Regions from separate parts of the Mus musculus genome. Here region 1 is linked to region 2. A link is a contact called in public HiChIP or PLAC-seq data. All regions are on one chromosome and are shown on one strand. The core of a region is the stretch at or near the end of the contact, and the rest is flanking DNA. Distances in the headings are between cores, read along the strand shown.

Region 1 (3,321 bases), core at 750-3,249, 470 kb before region 2:
CTAATAATAAATAATAATACTTTGCGCTTCTCTGATGCCTTTCATCTGAGGATTTCAAAGTGCTCTGCAAACATTAGCTAATTATTGCTCGCGGAATCCTGCGAGACAGAAGAGGGGAAGGAGCCGCACAGTGAGATTGAGGAGAAAAGCAGAAGAAAATAACCCTGGAGATTGCTACTGTCCGGGGACTCCAAACGCTCCCGAGGACGTGCTCCTGAGGGCTCAGGGGACGGCAACACTGCTCACTTCAGAGCTGGTGCCTGGGGCTGGCCTTTCTAGACTCTGATACATGCACCATCAACACTTAAAAGGAGCCCAAGACCAAATCTAGACTTCCATTCTAGAAGCACCTTTGGCTTTGATATGAAACCTTGCAAAATTACCACCAGACAGTCTAAATCTGGTCTCAGCCAAAGAAACATTCATAACGTAATTATCGGTGAAGGACCCTCTTAGGGAGGCACCCTAGACCTGAGACCCATGCTATACCCAAGGGTGGGGTTTTACAGCTAGGGGGTCATAGAGTGTTGGGAGGGGAATATGCAGTAAGGAGTTTCACCACCTTCAGGCCCATCCAGAAACCGGTCATGCCTTATCTACCAAGCTGCTACTGACAGGCCAGGCTCCTCTAAGTCCATCCCTCTGGTGCACACACCTGTTCTCACATGCAGAGAGAACTGGTTTTTGCCTCCAAGTTTCAGCAAAACATGGGAACCAGAGAGAGAGAGACACCTAAGCACGCATGGGGCTTCCGCATGTTCTCCTTGCCACAGATTAGTCAGACAGTCATGCATGAGGTAAGCTGAAGACCAGGGTTACACAGGAGCAAAGTGCCTGGGTTCTCCCCTCGAGCACTTACTCGAACCCCCAAATTCACAAGGCAGATATTCCCTAGATAAATTCTTAAGTGCAGAAATGAACAGCTGAGCTAGGCGGGTGCTCATATGTAAATGACAGGGCTTCTGAAAGGCCTGGCTACAAGTTAATGGACCCTCTGCCAGCTCGACACCCAGCAAGCCCTTTCATCATAGAGAAGAGAAATTTCAGTTTGGGTCCTGACCAAATTACCTGTAATTCCAAGGTCCTTATATCTCCTTCCTACGGCACTTCTGCAATCACCTCTTGCCTTTCTTCCTTTCCCATGCCCTCACCTGCAAGTTCAGATCATCATCCAGGCAGCACCTACTGGATCCCGAGCCCCATCCTCCCAGACCAGTCCCTGCCCACCACAGGCCATCAACAAACATCAGCAAATGCAGAAAGCAGGCAATGCTTTTGGAGCCCACCTTCAGTCTGGCCCCCTTGTTTATGGTGGAGCAGTCAGCCATGGTGAAAATTCAAACAGCCAGGCCTACCCCACTCTCTAAAAGCAGCCATAGAAGAACTGGGGAACCCCATAAATGCCACTGATGCCTGGAGGCCTTTCTCCAAACAGTCTGACTTAATGGAACACGGTGCAACCTGGACAGCTGGGTGGCAAAGTATGGGGGCCACTAACGAAAGTCTCACAAGCAAGGTGCCATAACAGCAACTACAGAGTGTAGGAGAAATGCAGGCTTCTCCCAGGCCTAGGCCTGGGCCTCAGAGTTGAGGTAGCAGAGAGTTAGGCAGTGCGCAGACGTAAAGACATTCTCTTGGTTGACCGGCATCTTCTTGCTTGGAGCCCCAAGCATTTGTCAATGCCTGCCTTCTGCTCAGTCAGAAAGTTACTACTTATCTGCCAAATTCAGGTACCACAGAAACACCAATTCCCACTCTACCCCTCCAGGTCCTTAACCATCAAGTATTAGCCGAATCTCGGTTTCTTCAAGATAGGCAGCAACATCAGATTCAAAGCTACCTTCCACTCCTGACTAACTCGATAGCTTTGGTCGAGGTCTTAAACTTCTCTTAATTTCAGCTGCATCACTTATAAAATGAGTCTGTCCCGTCTCGCTCCCTGAAGTCTAAGACAATTATGAAAAGTGCTAGGAGGAGTCTCTTAGCTTAGTCACTTGGAGTGCTAATGACTCAGCTCTTAGCTATCCCGGTGAGTGCTTTACAACGTTCAGGCTCACCCAGAGAACATGCCTGATTCCTCCATCAGGAACCAGAGCATTGAATTGCTATAAAAAGCTCTCCAGGGCCTGCAGATAAGACTCAGTAGTTAAGATGGTTAGCTACTCTTGCAGAGGACCTCAGTTCAGTTCCCAGTATCCAAGTCAGATAGCTCACAACCGTTCCAGAGGATCTGATGCCCTCTTCCTGTCTCCATGGGCACACACACACACACACACACACACACACACACACACACACATAAATAAATAAAAGTAATAAAAAATAAAATATCCCCCAAGGCAGGCAAAATGAACCAGCAGGTAAACCAGATGATCTAAATTTGATCCCCAGAAACCAAACAGTGGAAGGAGAAAATTAACTCCAAGTTATCCATTAACCTCCACTTCCATGCCTAATTCGCTCACACATGCGTGCGTGTTCGCATGCAAACACACACACACACACACACATACTCGGGCACACAAGGAAAAACTCAAGTGATTCTGATGTTCTGAAAATTGAGGGAACCCTGATTCTAACTCATGGAAGGCCAGAGGTGTCCATAAGTTACAGCCACTGCCACAAAGAACTACAGAGACAATGAGCTTTCTCACATCTGTTCTTACAGGTAATGAAACTTGCCTGGCTGTCTTGGCCCAGCAAATGGCATCAAACAACAATCACAGAAGCAAGCTCCTATAGGACCTGATAGGGAATTCTCCAAACTCCTGTAGTAGGTACCAGCCAACTAGAAAGGAAAACTATGAAAATGGAGTCACTGTAGCCTGTGGATGTGGTCAGAGTCCATGGGTCATAGGACCAGCACCCCCACGTGAAAGGTAAATGGACTCATGCCTCATCTTTAACAGTCTCCTTAATTACCTAAAAGAAGAATAGCCCGTGCTCCAGAGCAGGCTGGGAAGTCCTTTCATCTCTCCCTCAAGGCTCTCCCCAGGGAGCCGCAACAGGTTTTCTTAAATGTATGAAAGGTTCGGTCCAGGAATGCTATCTTTAATTCACCATCCTCTAAGGAGCGTGAACCGAGAAGCAAAGCAAACTTGACAATGGCCCTTTACAGCTTTAAGCACAGACGAAAGTGAAGACCCTGCCAGCCAAGTCACGTGGGCACCTGGCTGGACTGGGAGGAGAGCAATACCTCCCCCAGGGGAGCCACTTTCAGGGAGCATTTCCTCTGTGCCCAGGGTGTGTCCCCAGAGTTTAAGAGAATCCCTCCCTGGAAATTGGCAGCTTGTATTTCCTAATGAGTTTCTACAAGGTCTG
Region 2 (3,647 bases), core at 338-2,837:
CAAGACCAAGTTTCTCTGTGTAGCCATGGCAGAACTCACTCTATAGACCAGGCTGGCCTGGAACTCAGAGATCCACCTGCCTCGCCTTTCCTAGTGCTGGGATTAAATGTGTGCTCTACCACCACCTGGCTCAGAAGTAGGATTTGCTCAGCTGTCTTTTCCACTGTCATTATTAGTCATTCTAACATGATGCTTTTATAGTTCTTTTAGTAAATTTTCTGTAAAGTGGATAGCATCTCTCACTGAACCTGCTGTTCAGCATTGGCTAGGATGGCTGGCCAGCTGTAAGGATCTTCCCTCTCCATTCCCTGATCCCCCTCCACTCGCTCACACTCACACACACACACACACACACACACACTCACACTCACACACACACACACACACACTCACACACACTCACACACACACACACTCACTCACACACACACAGATTGCCAGGACGAGAGACATGCACAACCTTGCCCAGTTGTTTGCATGACTGTGGGAATTCCAAAGTTCGGTCTTCATGCTTGTATGGCATCTGACCTACTGAGACATCCTCTCAGGCCCAGGAACTATAAAGGACTGGAAAACTAGGTTTTGAAATTCTAACCAATGCTAAGTACTAGCAAGTACCATGTAGAAAAAGGACTGAGTGACTTGGTACTAGCAAGAGCCGTGTCCCCCAAACCCCATCATTGCTACCTCCAACTGCTGAGACCTCCAAGTCCTACAAAGATCTGCTGCTCATCTTCTGCAGGAGCCCAAGACTGCTCATTTAATGCTGACCAAGGCACGGGGAGGAAACAGCAAAGAAATGAAGCAAAAGCACGCTAAACACTCTAGGGATGAGAGAGGGCAGAACTGAACTCACAAAATCCGTTTCCAGTTTCCCCATTTCTTGCTTGTAGCTTCTCATCCTGTTGCTATACATTCCTCGACTTTGGGGTGGAATTTCTCGAACTTCCAAATCCATCTGTTCAAGCTAAAGTGGAAAGAGAAAAATGTGAACCCCATTAGCATTCTTTATTTGCCCAAATGTATAGCTAAAAGGACTGGATTCTAACTCCTCAGTGCACAGCTGAGGAAGCAGAGCCACAGTGCCAGCTGCTCCCTACCAGTGACATTGGGACATTGAGACTGCTTTAATGCTCACTCCCTGCCAGTGACATTGGGACTGCTTTAATGCTCACTTCCTGGCTGGCTTGGGAAGCAGCGAGAGAACGACAGGGCTGCCAAGCTGTGTGCTTCAGCAAGAGTTTGTTTTGGGAAACATGTGCATTATTCAAACCCCTTCATTCATTTGTTCTTAGTATCCTGGAAGCAACCCAGTGTTCAGTCCAACCTGATCCAGTTTTCTGACCATGAGTCCAGAATGACAGGAGACTGTTTCCTGTGACTTGGACATGTGAGGGAATCTCTCTGAGAAAGTCTTTCCTAGTTAGGAAAATCACACACAAACAACATGTGAGCAGCCTAACCCTTACACACTCAACCACACTCACTGATGAGGAGATAAATGGATACAGCAATATGCTAGCCACACCCTGCTCACCGAAATCACGATAGGGCATGCTTTAGCCATCTGTCATCCTGTAACGCTTTGGATATAGCACATGAGCGTTTAAGATGCCAACAGAGACATGCAATGATGATTCAGAGCCCAGGCTCTGTGGGGAGGCTCTGTTCACATTATAGGCACCACAACTCACCAGCCATGGGGCTTGAACAGAGGTCTTAATGATATTCTGCCTTGTTTTTCTCACCTCTAAGAATAAACTGTTTCAACCAATGAAAATGACCTGAGTGATCCCTAATGTACTTAGAACATACATCCCTAGATTAACAGTAACTCAGGGTTACAACGAAATAGAGCAAGCTCTCTAGGAGGTAGTAGAGAGCTAATCTGTTTTCGGTTTTTTTTTTTTAAGATTTATTTATATTATGGATATGACTGCTCTATCTGCATGTACACCTGCATGCCAGAAGAGGGAAGGCATCAGACCTCATTATAGATGGTTGTGAGCCACTATTTGGTTGCTAGGAATTGAACTCAGGACCTCTGGAAGAACAACCAATGCTCTTAACCCCTGAGCCATCTCTCCAGCCTGAGAGCTAATGTATACATAAAAGAAGGAAAGCCAGGAACAAGAACAAATTGGCCCAGACTAACTATGCCATTAACTTCCAAGGAAAAACACAGCAATGCATTTGCTTCTGAGAGCATTCCAACACATTAGTTCATGACCAATACAAGCTTATCATGAGACTGAATAACTACAGTAGAATACAGATGGTCAAAAAAAAAAAAAAACAGTTGTAGTTAAGATAGGTACTCATGAGAAAATAAGATACTTTTAATTAGCCCTTTTCAAAGAGTGATCATGTAACTGATGCAGCTCGTCACTTGCCAAGCATTTAAAAGTACTTCTCTGCTGTCAGCACTGTCTCCTGCTTCTGTGTCTCCGTTCTTAAGTGAGCATACAAACAGGGTTGTAATGTGGCGCACTCGTGCACACTTTGTTCTTGCCTGTCCGAGCCCTGTCTCCCTCCTGCTGGCCGACTCCCCCATTACTCTGTCTCCTCTCATGTCCCATGTGCTCAATTACCCCTCTTTCTTTCCCATGCCCTTAGGAACACAACACTGTTCATAGTCACCTCCCTCGTCTGTTGCATCCCCCTCTCCCCACACGCCTTTTCTCTCAAATCTAGGCGCTACGAGGAAAAGAAACCAAGAAATCTTTGTGTTTCTGGGTCTGGCCTATTTCCACTTAGCATAACGGTTCCCAGTTCCATCCACTTCCCTGCAAATGTCATGATTCCGTCTTTCTATCCATCTGTAAGTGGGTAGGCATTAGGCTGCTTCCATGGCTTAGCCTCTGTGCACAGTGTAGCAGTAAACATGGATGTGTAAGTATCCCTGTGGCAGCACATAAGTCCGGGGGCCTATGCAGCGGTGGCGTCTCTGCGCCATCCGGCGTGTCTACCTTTAGTGGTTTAAGAACCCCCACAGTGACTCCCACATGCCTCTGCAAGTTTCCGCCCATGACAGCAGAGACAGGTTCTTTCTCCTTAGAACCTTGACAGTATTGGCTACCTTTTTGAGTTTGAGGGATTTGTTGTTGTTGTTTTATTTCTTATATTGTTTCCAGGCTGGGCTTGAACTTGTACCTGAGGAGAGGATGGTGTTTGAATCTTCGATCCTCCTGACCCTTCTTGAGATTACATCTTTTGCCACTGCCCTGCCCTGCTGTCCTCTGACGTCAGCCACACTGACCAGGTGAAATGGAGCCCGCAGTTGTTTCGGTTTGCATTTCCCTGATGGGGAAGGATCTGGAGCGCTTCTTACTAGCCTGTCTTTTGACTAGATTTATTTTTCTTGTGTCCAATTTTTGCAGTGTTTTGTATTTCCTACATAGTAGCCTCTCCCAACCCATCTGAAGTACAGCTCAAAGATTTCCTCCCGTCCTGTCAGTGGTCTCATCACTCTAGGACTTATTTCTTTGCCATGTGACTAACTTCATGTAATCTTCTCTGTCAGTCTTTGGAATTATATTCTGTGATGTTAGAGTCCTTTTAGGAAAGGTCTTGCTCTGCCTGTATCTTAAAGTGTTTTTCAGGGTTGGAGAGACAACTCAGGGGTGGGGATACTTGCTGCCTTGCAA

What was found. HiChIP or PLAC-seq counts read pairs in DNA pulled down with a chosen protein or histone mark.
Region 1: a contact with region 2 is called in a CTCF HiChIP or PLAC-seq map of the NIH/3T3 cell line, with 5 read pairs. The contact joins two enhancer-like sites. A contact is called at or near these places in 2 of 15 datasets of contacts at CTCF or cohesin (the NIH/3T3 cell line and large pre-B cells), 1 of 484 Hi-C or Micro-C datasets (embryonic fibroblasts), 2 of 115 datasets of contacts at active chromatin or transcription factors (bone marrow-derived macrophages and large pre-B cells) and 1 of 9 other capture datasets (embryonic stem cells).

The regions. Positions count from the first base shown.
Region 1 is chr19:55,794,264-55,797,584 of GRCm38.p6, reverse strand. All of the region lies in intron 4 of Tcf7l2 (transcription factor 7 like 2, T cell specific, HMG box), which reads right to left. Among named protein-coding and RNA genes, the nearest start is that of Gm31734, 53 kb to the right of the region's middle. Within about 2 kb of position 1,999, at least 46 of the 459 cell types and tissues checked have an H3K27ac peak or open chromatin away from gene starts, as enhancers often do. A contact at or near this core is called in the NIH/3T3 cell line, where this site is marked.
Region 2 is chr19:55,325,666-55,329,312 of GRCm38.p6, reverse strand. Vti1a (vesicle transport through interaction with t-SNAREs 1A) reads right to left here. Exons shown (of 8, transcript NM_016862.4): 3 at 857-967. Among named protein-coding and RNA genes, the nearest start is that of Vti1a, 11 kb to the right of the region's middle. Within about 2 kb of position 1,587, at least 20 of the 459 cell types and tissues checked have an H3K27ac peak or open chromatin away from gene starts, as enhancers often do. A contact at or near this core is called in the NIH/3T3 cell line, where this site is marked.